3 separate regions of the Mus musculus genome follow, and all the other regions are linked to region 1. Evidence: chromatin contacts called from public promoter capture Hi-C data. All regions are on one chromosome and are shown on one strand. The core of a region is the stretch at or near the end of the contact, and the rest is flanking DNA. Distances in the headings are between cores, read along the strand shown.

Region 1 (4,094 bases), core at 678-3,177:
TCCCTGGTGAAAGAAACTTGCATCTTCATTGATTATAGTGGAGGAAGAAGGTGCTATCGCTGCTGACCAGTTACTGAAACCAGTAAGGGACGATGCACTGGATGTCAAGGGTTGGGTGGAAGTCCCGAGACCGGTGGCTTCTTGGTAATCAAACCCTGTCAACACTGGTGATTCAATGCGTAGTTTTTCTTTTCCGTTGCTGTTTTCTGAAGAACTGTCCCCTGGATTTTCTTCAGCTTTTGCCTTTTCAGTTTCAGGCAGTATTCCAGCTTCCTGACCTGGACTCGGGGAGAGCTGTTGCTTTTCTAAAGGGTCTTGTTGTTCTTGCTGTTGACTTTTTGCTTTTTCTGACCCCAAGATCTCATCCTGAATGTTATGAGTAGCCGGGGCAGGAAAGAGCCAGGCTGACCCAGCACTGCTGCCATTGGCAGCTGTGTTATTATTTATAAAAGCAGCAGGGTTGGGGGTGGCATTTTGGTGATGGTGTGGAGGCTGCAGATGTGGATGGAATCGGACTGGAAAAGCAGATTTATTCCCAGTATTGCTTTGCACTAGCACTCCAAACCCGTAATCCCCCATTTATTATTTTTAGGATCAGAATCTCACAATAAAAAAAAGACAACCTAATGTCTCACGTCTTTCCTCCCCTGTATCTCAAATATGTTTGCTTGAAGTATCTTATTTATAGCTAACTCAAAGATCACAGCTTATCACCCTACGTATCTCTGATTTGGAATTCTGGTCTCTCTGAATGGAAAAGAACCTAAAAAAAAAAACCTCTTAAAATATTGATATGAATCCAATTGGGCTTATTTCAAGGAAGGAATAAAAAAGGAAAAAGGTAAAAATCAAGTCTTTGGTTAGTAAAATAGGCGCTTTCTTTTTCCAAAGGAAAATGTTCATGAATGACAAAAACACAGCTTCTCAAGCATCTATGGATATAGAAGAATAAGCATTGTGCGGAGTAAAAATATATATATATAAAATTTAACAATCACATATGGTCTTCCTCAGCAGTTTAGATTCACATAAAAATTAGAATAGGATTAAGGGGTGAATACGTTCTTTTCTTGGCAGCTTGGTTAAAAAAATCAGGAATAATTTAAGAACATTATATATTATATATTTATATATAGATAGATTATATTAGGTTATCTGGGGCGGGAGGTGAATTTCTGGTTGCCAAAGAGGAAATCAGCCTTGACTAAAGGAAAGATGATTGCAGGGAGATTTCTGCTGTTCCTGGTCCTGTTTCTGTTCTTTTGTAGGGTGCAGTGTGGGCCTCTGGGGCTGTTCCTTGGGCTCCGGGTGCAGATCTTGCTGCGTTTGCTGTTCTTGGGCTCCCCTCGGCCTCCTTTCCCCCATGAAAGGGGTTGGAAACACCCGTTTCTCCCTCTGGGGGGTGTCGCGATCAGGAGGGATTAGCGAGACTGGACAAGGGCAAGCTGGCGGCCCGGGGGTGCGGGGAGCAAGGGGGCGACCTGGAAGGTCCTGCGGTTTCTGCCTCTTCCCCTCTCTGCGGCTCCGGGATTTTTTTCCCTCATGGGACCCAGGGGCGGTTTGTTCAGTTCTCTCAGTTCGATTCTCCGCCGGGGGGAGGGGGAAGGGGGATGGACAAAAAGGAAAACCCCGCTACCGTAGTTACTCTACAGGAGAAAAGCCTCCCCCCTCGGCTCGCGCTCTCTTTTCCCCTAGACTGATTGGAAACTATAATTTAGAAGGCTTTTGTTTCTCCTCACGGTTGCTGGGCCGCCGCCGCCGCCGCTTTTCCCCGGTCCCGCAGTCCCAGCTGTCGTCGTTGCGGACTCCGTCTGGCTCTTCTTTTTCTTCCTTCTTCCTCCTCGTCTTCCTCTGCTGTCGCCGCTGCCGCCGCCGCCGCCGCCGCCACTGCCTCCGGTGCCCAGGTCCCGCAGCCGCGGCTGAGTCCTTCTCCTCAGGACCGAGCCGAGTGAAATGACAACCAGCTGGAAAGACCGAGAGACACTTCCGGTTCGATGAGGGAGGGGCGGGGTGCTGCGGAGGCCACGCCTAGCAGCCGGAAGACCAATCCGACACCACAATCCCGACTAGGCCACGCCTCCCAGCCTCAGAGCTCCACCCAGGAAGGTCTCTGGTCATCTCAGAGCCGCCTCTTCCGCCTGCGCCTCGCCCAGCGGGGCCGGCGTCGGCCTCGGGTCTGCGCACCCAGTGCAAGCGGTGCACCGCCATCTTTTTTATGGGCAAAGATTCCTTTGCGATTTATGTTCCCAAAGCAGGCTTCTTAGGAAGTCCGTAGAGAGACGCTCGGAAGAGAATGGACATCTTGCACACTGAAACACTGAGCTAAAGTGTTGGGGGTCGAAGTGGCAACCCATGAAACCTAGAATAAACGAGAGGCCTGCCCTGAGTAAAGGTGGGTGCCCCGGGCATCACGTGCTCTGGCCCGAGCTCCGCCCCCGAGGGATGGAAGGAGAGGCGGGTTTTCCCGGCATCTGTGCTGTGCCTAGAACTGCATAGTCCTTATCCTGAACGCACGTCTCCGGAGGGATTCCCTTCAGTCTCCATTCCTCCACCCGAACCACCTACTCTCCCATCCTCCCTTTGAGATGCAGATGCTGTAGGCGTCCATGGCTGAGCCACCAACTATTAGCTTTCTACTCCACCTTCCAAGCAGAACGGAGGGATTTTTCTAAAAACGAAATTCCAGTCACGGTCCTGTTGTGCTCATACCTTTTTAAAAATGGCAGTCCGTTACCTGGAGAATAAAGACCAAACTCCGTATTGTCCTGTGGGCAGTATTCTCTGTGCCTTTTTCCACGCCTTTGTCGTCTCCTCTTGGCAAACTCTCATTTCGTTTTAGGAGTAAGTCTCCAACCTACCTACTCTGCCTTCGGAATCTCTTTTTACAGGCATACATGACCCTCGATACCGCTCATGCTTTTATATGGCATTATATTACATTGGTGGCTTATGTCTCTAAATCAGTGCTTAAAACAGTAGTTCTCAACAACTGGGTTGTGATGCCTTCAGGGAGGTGTCCAATGACCCTTTCACAGGGATTGCCTAAGACCCTCAGAAAACACAGATGTTCACATTACAATTCATAACAGTAGCAAAATTACAGTTATGAAGTAGCAACAAAAGTAATTTTATGGTGGGGAGGGGTCACCACAGCACGAGTAACTGTATGAAAGGGTCGCAGCATTAGGAAGGTTGAGAGCCACTGCTCGAAAGATTTGACATTGAAGATTGGAAGCACCAGAGAGGAATCTTGAATGGAGACATACATAGAGAAAAGCAGCAAGAATGAAATCTTTTCTGAAAGGTCTGATATTCAAATCTGAATTCATCATTTAGTTTCTTATGCCATTTGGTTTGGAGCTCACATGTTGGTTATTTGCTGTCTACTCAAGGCCTCCCTGTCTTTGCCTTTGTATAGGCCTACTATCGTTTACTCTGCTGGGGCCTGAAGTAATATATTGTCCTCAGCATAAGTTTTAGATATGTGTTGAATAAATGTTTCCTTTGGGAAATGGAAACTGAAGAAAAAACTAAGATAGAGCCCAAAGTAATTCCAACAAAATCATATATCTATATCTATATCTATCTACCCAGTATGGTGACACACACCTTTAATCCCTGAGTTCTAAGCCATCAGGTCTACACATCAAGCAAGTTCCAGGCTAGCCAGGGCTATCATCTTGTCTCAAAGACTCATCATCACCGTCATCTAACCCTTCCTTCTATATCAAGTGTCTCAATTCTCCAACACTTCCTGTATGGCTTGCCTATGTGGATCTTATTCGGGGATGTTATTCTCCTTCGTGTATATGTATCATACTGACCTCTGCAGTTCTGTGAGTTCTTTGAGCATAGGTAAGGTTGGATCTTACTCTGTTGTTTTCCTTTTCTGCCGCTCCCCTTGACACACACACACATACCTTGAGACTGAGCTGGCTCAGCCAGGTACTATTTCTTTCAGAATGATTTCCCTAACTTCCCCTTACTAGAGAGTCTTGTAAGATTCCTCTTTTTAAATTACTACTGGGTGTCAGTAAGTTAGTTTCTTAAGGGTGATTTGTGTGTGTGTGTGTGTGTGTGTGTGTGTGTGTGTG
Region 2 (4,233 bases), core at 488-2,987, 1.2 Mb after region 1:
CTGTATAACAACAGACAGAATGACTGTAAGTCTGTTTCCATTGGCATTAGATAAAATTGTTAAAAATTCTCATCTTACACAGCATCACATCTAGTTATAATAGAGATTGAGGTATTTCTTAGGATTTCTATTGCTGTGAAGAGATGTCATGACCATGGCAACTGTTATGGAAGCAAACATTTAATTGGTGCTAGTTTACAATTTCAGAGATTTAGTCCATTATCATGGCCAGAAGCATGGCAACACGCAGGCTCACATGGTGCCAGAGGAACTGAGAATTCTACATCTTTGTCTGAAGGTAACTAAGAGGTGACAGGATTCCATACTGGGCATAACTTGAGCATAGGAGACCTCAAAGCCCTGCCTCTACAGGGACACACTTTCTCCACTAAGGCCATATCTCCTCATAATGCCACTTCCCATGGGCCCAAGTATTCAAACACAGTCTGTATGGGCAACAAAGCTAGCCAAATCACCACAAGGCACCTTTCAGATTCATCAGCCTGAATGAAAAGATCAAGCCTAACTTTATCTCAGAATCACCACAGATTTGGCACCGTCAGAACATTTCAGAATTGATTCATTGTCTGTCTTAGTTAAGGTTTTTATTGCTGCCATGAAACACAATGACCAAAAAGCAGCTTGGGGGAGGAAAATGTTTATTTGGCTTATACCTCCACAGCACTGTACATATCAGGATAGGGACTCAAACAAGGCAGGAACCTAGAGATGATGTAGAGGCATGGGGGGTGGGGTGGGGGTGGGGACTGGTTACTGACTTGTTCCACATGGCTTACTCAGCCTGCTTTCTTATAGAACCCAGGATCCCTGGACTAGGGATGGCATCACCCACAACTGGCTGGGTTCCACTGCTCCCTCCCCCACCCCCCCATCAATCACTAATTAAGAAAATGCCTTATGGCTAGATCTTATGGAGGCATTTTCTCACTTGAGGTTCTCTCCTCTAAGATTACTCTAGCTTGTGCCAAGACTAGCCAGCACACTGACCAAATACCCTTTGTGCCACTAAGCTAAGCAGGTCCTTCATTTCAAATGTCCACCTCAGGATGTTGGAAATGGGGATATTGTTTCAAGGGCACACATTTTCTTCATATGAAGTGGAGATTATCATATATTTGCACAATGGTGAGTATAGTTAAGAATGATATATATTTAAAATCGTTGAAATCTTAAATGAAATCAGAGATGAAAGTTAATTAGCTTGAATTAATCTCCTTACAGTGTACCCATGGGTATACTATGTATTCTTTACAGTGTACCTATATAAAATCACCTAAAACTTAAAAATTCTTTGACATTTTATCCTTGCATATAATGAATTTTGGTAATTTTCCCCCTATTATCCTTCTCATCTCTACCCACTTAGACTTTACCCGCTCTGTCCTCTCAACAAGTCACCCTCTTATTTTCATCCTTATAGAAAAAACAAAACAAAACCTTTTTTGTGTCAAATAAACGTCGGTGGGTAGATATTAGTTGGTTTAATCCCCTCACATGCCCGACCTCCGTTTTCTTTAGAGAACCGGGTCCTGGGGAACGCAGAGAGGGAGCACCCTGCTAGGGAGCCCGAGCGCCGGGTGTCCCGTCGCCCTCACTGTGTACAACGGTCATCTGCCATCTTCTTACGCATGACCCAGCGCGCTCTTGTCTTGGCTTCTGGGCGTCGGTCCCAGAGCCCATAAGTCTTCCTCCCCTGGCGGCTGTCGCAGTCTCCGCGCCACATACCCAGCTAATGCTGCTCGGGAGAAGGCTGGCCGCCATGACCGAGCTGCTCAAGTCTGTGGACTACGAAGTGTTCGGGACAGTGCAAGGTACGGTCTGACCTGGGATGCCAAGACGAGGCCGTGGGAGGGAGAGGAGGAAGCTTATGCCATCCATTTTAGGGACGGTTCTTCTCACTGAGGCAGCGACTTCCGCTCAGCCATGACACAGCAGCCCGGGGCGGGGAGAACGGGCTAGCGCGGGGCGGAGGGAGGTCACCCTGGGTTCCCGAAGAGGACGCTGCAAGCCTATAGGATGGGGGTGGGGGACGCCTAAGTGCGGCAGAAAAGCAAGGGTACCTGAATGATACTGGGTGATTTACTTTGTCAGAGGTTGTAGCCCCTCTCCAGCTAGCAATTTTTCCTTCCTGGGTTTTGGAGATTGAACCTTATATATTTATGCACAGTCTTACATTTGCGTACTAGATTGCTGAAGTACACTCCCAGGCCATTTAAGTGAAGTTTTAAAATTTTTGTTTGATTATAAGCTTAAATAGATGCATAGAATATAATGTCTGACTTACTTTAAATCTTTATATTTGTAATTTAAAACGTTAAAACATTCTTTTAATTTTTTCTAACGCAACTTGACATAGTAGTGCATGTAGTCCTTATGCAGAAGAAGGTGGATATTTGAGTTCAAGACCAGGCTGGTCTATACACTTGAGAAAATTATCTAATGGCGTATAAATACTGTAACTATTTAATGTATATCATCCATTTAAAAGAAGAAAACTTTTTGAGACTGGAAATGTAGCTCAGTAGAGTGCTTGCTTAATAGTCACCAAGCCCTGGAATGGGTGCTCTGCTCTGTACCAGACCAAGGACGAGCTAGTCCTTATAAGCCTGTAATGCAGGTTCCGGTCTTCAACATAAAAATAATGCCTTTCTTTTTCTTTTTCTTTTTCTTTTTCTTTTTCTTTTTCTTTTTCTTTTTCTTTTTCTTTTTCTTTTTCTTTTTCTTTTTCTTTTTCTTTTTCTTTTTCTTTTTCTTTTTCTTTTTCCTTTTCCTTTTCCTTCTCCTTCTCCTTCTCTTTCTCTTTCTCTTTCTCTTTCTCTTTCTCTTTCTCTTTCTCTTTCTCTTTCTCTTTCTCTTTCTCTTTCTCTTTCTCTTTTCTCTTTCTCTTTCTCTTTCCCTTTCCCTTTTCCTTTTCCTCTTTCTCCTCCTCCTCCTCCTCCTCCTCCTCCTCCTCCTCCTCCTTCTCTTTCTTTTTCTTTTTCTCTTTATTTTTTCTCTTTTTTGGGGGGTGGGGCGGGGGCTTGAGACTCGGTTTCTCTGTATAGCCCTGGCTGTCCTGGAACTCACTTTGTAGACCAGGCTGGCCTCGATCTCAGAAATCCTCCTGCCTCTGTCTCCCAAGTGCTGGGATTAAAGGCGTGTGCCCTTTAACGAGGATATTACTTCCTGTTTGAGTCGGATTTCCATTCTACCTTCTCCACATAATTTTATTCCATTGTTTGGTATGCATGAGAATTTCTTTTATCTCCATCCCCAATCCCACCTCAGATGTGCTGTTGTGTGTGTGCATGGGGTGGGGGGATACTATGGGATACTTTTCTTAACTTCCTTTATCAATAAGCTTTAGTGATAACCATTAGTAGATTTTAAATGTGAGTTTGTATTGGAAATTTATTTCTAAGTGGGAAAACTGGATTTTTAAAAATGGATCCTTGTCTAAAGGGGGAGGAAGAATATTATCTTTTTATTTTGATATTCTGTTGATATTTTACATTTTGTGGCAATGTATACAGGGTAAGATTAAGGATGGATGAAAGTGTGTTTATAATGAGCCTTTGTTTCAGAGATTTGCTGTGGAAAGAGACGTAGGAAGATCACAGCAGACAACTGTTAGGTCAGGTGTGGGAAAGACTGCATGAGTAAGCAGAAAATTTGAAAAGTTACTGATGAGTCTGTACTTTTAGAAAGGATATTAGGAATCATGGCTAAGTGGTATTGAGCCTGGTTAGTACTTTTGATACTCTGGTAACCTGACCATGTTTGGAATTAACTAAAACCTAAAAATGGAGAGAATACCTGAGAGGTGTTTTGCTTAATTTGAAGTGGGAAGATTCACTTCTAATCCTGATCTTTGAGATGATCAGACACATCTTTAATTCAATTTTTTTGGAGTAGAAACACCCACCCACCTCTAATCTGGGCCTTGCCTTCTCAGGGAGGGCATGGAAGAAGGAAGCTTGCTGTCTTTTCTTGCTTGCCTTCGAATGGCTGCTAGCAAGTCCATTCCTTCACTGGCATTAGAGTGATTCTTTGTGATCTTTGTGATTCTGGTGTATACTGAAGACCAGCTGAGACATCTAGTCTTGTGGTCTGAGCAACTACTGTATTCTTGGACTTTTCAGTCATAGGCAGTCATTGTTGGACTTGTTGGACCACAGCCTGTAAGTCATTCTAATAAATTTGCTTTCTATATACATAGACTCATTCTGTAAA
Region 3 (4,401 bases), core at 9-2,508, 1.3 Mb before region 1:
TTAAATAAGCTTCAGAATCCAGAAACAATCAAACTGTCTGGCTTGCACAGGCTCAAGGGGTATCAATGCTTCCTCCTGCACCTTCTCAGTTTGGATGGTCAAATTCTGTTCACCCGTTCTTTCCCACACTATACCCAGTCTATCTCTGTTTATTTTATTATTATTATTATTTTGGTTTTTCGAGACAGGGTTTCTCTGTATAGCCCTGGCTATCCTGGAACTCACTCTGTAGACCAGGTTGGCCTCGAACTCAGAAATCCGCCTGCCTCTGCCTCCCGCAAACTGGGATTAAAGGCGTGCGCCACCACGCCCGACTTTTTTTTTTTTTTTCTCTGTTTATTTACACACACAATTCTTCCAAGTTTCATGATTTTTTCCTTATAGTTGCAAACTGAAATTCACATATTGACAGATATCTCCGAATTTAGGATTTGATACGTAATGGGCTCACATGCATTTATATCTGACACGTCTCTGGAGTCTACAAACATTGGTACCATTATCTACATTCCTCCCCCAAATTCTTAAATATGCTAGCTCCATGTTGAGATAAAAAGATTAGGGCCGCTGTCAGAAAGCACCCAACGCTGAGGGATGTTCGTCAGGATTCATTTTAAAGCGCTAATTCCCAGCCGAAGATTCGTATTAAGGCTCATGAATTTCTAAAAAAGCGATAGGCCTTCATTTGGAATGATGAAGACGGCCTGCGTTTTCTCAGTTCTGCACGCTCTAAAGTTTTAGAAAGATGCTCTTTGGAGGCGACTGACTGGGTTTCTCTTTGGTCCCCAAATGACATAAAGCTGATAATTTTCGTTTTGAAAATGCTGCCTCAGAAAAGAGGTGCAAAAGCATGGCTGCGGGGAAAGTAGCCTAGATCCAGCCACTCCGCCCTGGGCTCCTGAAGCTACGTGAAAACGAAGAGCAAGCCTTCGAGCAAGCCAAATCCTGAGGTGATTATGCTTGTTCCAGGCCTACGGGGAACGGAGGGTGGAGAAAAGAGACGCTCTGTGGTTCCCTGGCTGCAGCCGCCATCTTTCAGGGTGGGCTGCGCACGCTCTCGGCCCTGGGCCCGCGAGCACGAGCGGAGAAGACGTGGAAGCCCTGAAAACCCAGAGCGAGGCCACAAAGAGAAAACGCGCCTGCGCTTGGGCGACAGTAGTGGAGGGACGGGGCCAGAGACGAACGCGCGTGCGCAGTGAGAGCCCGCCAAGCACCTGGAGGAGGAGGGGGGCGAGGTACCTAGGCGTGAGGATGAAAGGCGCACGCGCAAAAGCGCGACTGTGCGGGGAGTGGGAGGGATCCAGAGGAGGCTCGCGGAGGCAGGACTAGCGCAGATCTCGCGAGATCTCCTGCGACCATATATACGTGCGGAGAGCCCGCGTCCTTTCCTTGGCGTGATTCCGTCCTGCGCGTCTGTTCTGTGGAACAGGAGGCAGTTGTTTTCCGTCCGGCTTCTCCCACACCGAAGTGCGCGCCTCCACCTCATGGAAGACTCGATGGATATGGACATGAGTCCTCTTAGGCCTCAGAACTACCTTTTCGGTAACTGACTGGAGGGGGAAGCGTGTGCAGGGCCTGGTGATGGGGGGGGGGGCGGGAGCCCAGCCGAGGCCTGGCGTGTGGGGAACGCGGCGTAGGTGGAGGCCGGAGAGCAAGGAGGAATCTCCCAGGCCTTAGAAGCAGCGGCCTGAACACTAGGAAAGCCGCCGGAAAATGGGGCGGGAGCGGCCCAGCCTGTAGCCTCGGGTGTTAGGAGCGGCCGGCCGGCCGGCGAGGGTGCGACCTTGCCTGTGGCGCGAACTTGAGAGGCGTTTCTCCTGTGCACGAAAGCCCGCACGGTCGCTTCCGAGCTCCTTTTTTTCCTCTTGTGTTGAGCCACGGCAGGCGGCACGGGAGAAAGGGGCCTGTGGAGCGAGGCGAGGCCTACCTCCGCCCTGTTGGGGAGGATACATCTGCAGGCGCTGGGCTTTCCAGGGGCCGCATCTTGTATTCTGTGGCGACCGAGGGCTTCGCCCAGTAACGGGGAATGGTCCGAGCAGGCGCCCTGAGGCAGAAGGGGCAGCAACCCCTAGGAGCACGTGGTTGCCACGTGGTTGGGGGTTAGGGAGGGGGTGTGGGCTCTACATCCGGGCTCTCCGACTCTAGCCAACCTTCAGCCGTGGGATCTTGTGGCTTAGTTAAAAGTTCTGGGAGGGAAATGTTTATTTCATAGCCCGTGGCGTATGGGTTTTTGAGATCTTTGTTCATATCTTTCAGTATCCACAGTGATGGAGCCCCCCCTTTTTAATTTGCCTCTGGTAGGCGGAGTCAGCATCACGTTGCAGATAGCTGTACTGATGGCCCACGTGGCTTAATGTTAGGAGTACCCTTAAATCATCTACCTGGCTCTATCTAGAACTACTTTTTCTTGGGGTGGGGAGAGGGAAGGATCTGTTGAACAGACAAGATTCGCTTTAGCATCAAGGCTTTTGGGGATCACATCTATAGTCTTGCTGCCTACCCTACACCCAGTTTTTGTTTAAAAGAATCAGTTTGTTTTTCAGTGATTCACGTTTTAGCTTTTTAACAGTCCTGAGATTAAAGGAACAGTGAACTCTGCCACTCGTTCATTAATTCTAGTAGTGTTTATACCGATTTCACCATACTACTTTAAAGAGACTCATTAAGTCTACTGTGGAAACCAGCAATGTTGCCTCAATGTAGTTAGTACTATGAGAAAATTAAAGATTTTTTTTTTTAATGTTTCATTTGAGTTGATTTCACAGAACTTTAGGCTTTGGGTTTTGATGTAAGTATCATTGCTAGGTTTGCTTTCTTGTTTTTGTCTTACATACAGGCTGTGAACTAAAGGCTGACAAAGACTATCACTTTAAAGTGGATAATGATGAAAATGAGCACCAGTTGTCATTAAGAACGGTATGTAAGCTCTGAAACTTAAAAACATTTCAGACATTTCCTACTGATGAACTAGGAGTTTAATCCCAGAAAAGATAGGGGATCTTTGTCACTTGTAATTTTGTATAGCTTGGTCACTCCAAGGTGCTAGATAGGTGCTTTGTAGAACAGTGCTTGTTTTTAATCTGCCAGCTTTATTCATTTAAAGGAACAGTTGTGTATATGGTAATTCTGTTGTGAAACGCTTCAATTCTAATTCTAATGGTGAGATGACTAGTTTTCTTTTCGTCAGTAGTGGTGAAAAGCCACTTTAAAAGTTTCTTTGAAACATTTTTATTCACAGGTCAGTTTAGGAGCAGGGGCAAAAGATGAGTTACACATCGTAGAGGCAGAAGCAATGAACTATGAAGGCAGTCCAATTAAAGTAACACTGGCAACTTTGAAAATGTCTGTACAACCAACAGTAAGTACATTTCTAAATTTTGGATTTCATGTTGGTTCAGGTCTCTTGCGTCATTTGGGGTCAGTGTCATTTAGGTTTTGCAAAGACGTATCTTTTACCAAGATTATTTCTGCTGCTATTATAAATAGGTTTATTTCATTGTAGAACTTGCTGGTAATATCTGTTGTAAAACTCTTATTTTTAGGTTTCCCTAGGGGGCTTTGAAATTACACCACCTGTGGTCTTACGGTTGAAGTGTGGTTCAGGGCCTGTGCACATTAGTGGACAGCATCTAGTAGGTAGGTTTTTTTTTGTCATAGTTTTCAATATAGGCTAGCTTTTTTAATATTTTAAACATTTGTATCTTTGCACATCTGCCATGGAATGCTTGTCCTGGTCAGACAAGACAATTTCCCTAGCATCTTTAATTGCTATCACATGAGTTCTGGGGATCAATCTAACACGACGAATGTGTTTGGTTGGGTTCAGCTATTCAGGACCCTATGACCAATGAGGCTATCTTTCAATCTAGACTTCCATTTGGACTGTCGTAGTTCTACAAAGACCTGATTTCTGTCTTTAAAATACAGTAAATCTTTTCTGTTCATTTGCTACCTTTAATGGAATCTTAAAAATGCTATGGGTTACTTGTTCTTGTCGAGTTAGTATGTCTAATTCTATTTTAGCTGTAGAGGAAGATGCAGAGTCTGAAGATGAAGATGAGGAGGACGTAAAACTCTTAGGCATGTCTGGAAAGCGATCTGCTCCTGGAGGTGGTAACAAGGTTCCACAGGTAAAGAAAGGAAAGATCTTTTTGTTTGTTTTTTGTTTTTCAAGACAGGGTTTCTCTGTGTAGCCCTGGGTGTCCTGGAACTCACTTTGTAGAACAGGCTGGCCTTGAACTCAGAAATCCACCTGCCTCTGCCTCCCGAGCACTGGGGTTAAAGGTGTGTGCCAGGAAAGAGTTTTAAAAAGTATTTCTGGCTGGGGGTGGTCTACAAAGTGAGTTCCAGGACACCCAGGGCTACACAGAGAAACATTGGTATCGAAAAAAAAAAACAAAA

The links. Promoter capture Hi-C pulls out the DNA fragments that hold promoters and counts their contacts. Capture Hi-C pulls out chosen DNA fragments and counts their contacts.
Region 2: a contact with region 1 is called in a promoter capture Hi-C map of embryonic stem cells, with 3 times the contacts expected there. The contact joins the promoter of Acyp2 here to the promoter of Cpeb4 in region 1. A contact is called at or near these places in 3 of 39 promoter capture datasets (embryonic stem cells, liver and pre-B cells).
Region 3: a contact with region 1 is called in a promoter capture Hi-C map of liver, with 4 times the contacts expected there. The contact joins the promoter of Npm1 here to the promoter of Cpeb4 in region 1. A contact is called at or near these places in 1 of 39 promoter capture datasets (pre-B cells), 2 of 484 Hi-C or Micro-C datasets (both in B cells) and 2 of 9 other capture datasets (adipose tissue and liver).

What each region holds. Positions count from the first base shown.
Region 1 is chr11:31,868,773-31,872,866 of GRCm38.p6, reverse strand. Cpeb4 (cytoplasmic polyadenylation element binding protein 4) reads right to left here and starts at 1,927. Exons shown (of 10, transcript NM_026252.4): 1 at 1-1,927. The coding sequence starts at 579.
Region 2 is chr11:30,646,900-30,651,132 of GRCm38.p6, reverse strand. It overlaps Acyp2 (acylphosphatase 2, muscle type), which reads left to right and starts at 1,737. Exons shown (of 4, transcript NM_029344.3): 1 at 1,737-1,832. The coding sequence starts at 1,754.
Region 3 is chr11:33,160,063-33,164,463 of GRCm38.p6, reverse strand. It overlaps Npm1 (nucleophosmin 1), which reads left to right and starts at 1,258. Exons shown (of 11, transcript NM_008722.3): 1 at 1,258-1,542; 2 at 2,837-2,916; 3 at 3,239-3,358; 4 at 3,543-3,636; 5 at 4,024-4,130. The coding sequence starts at 1,485.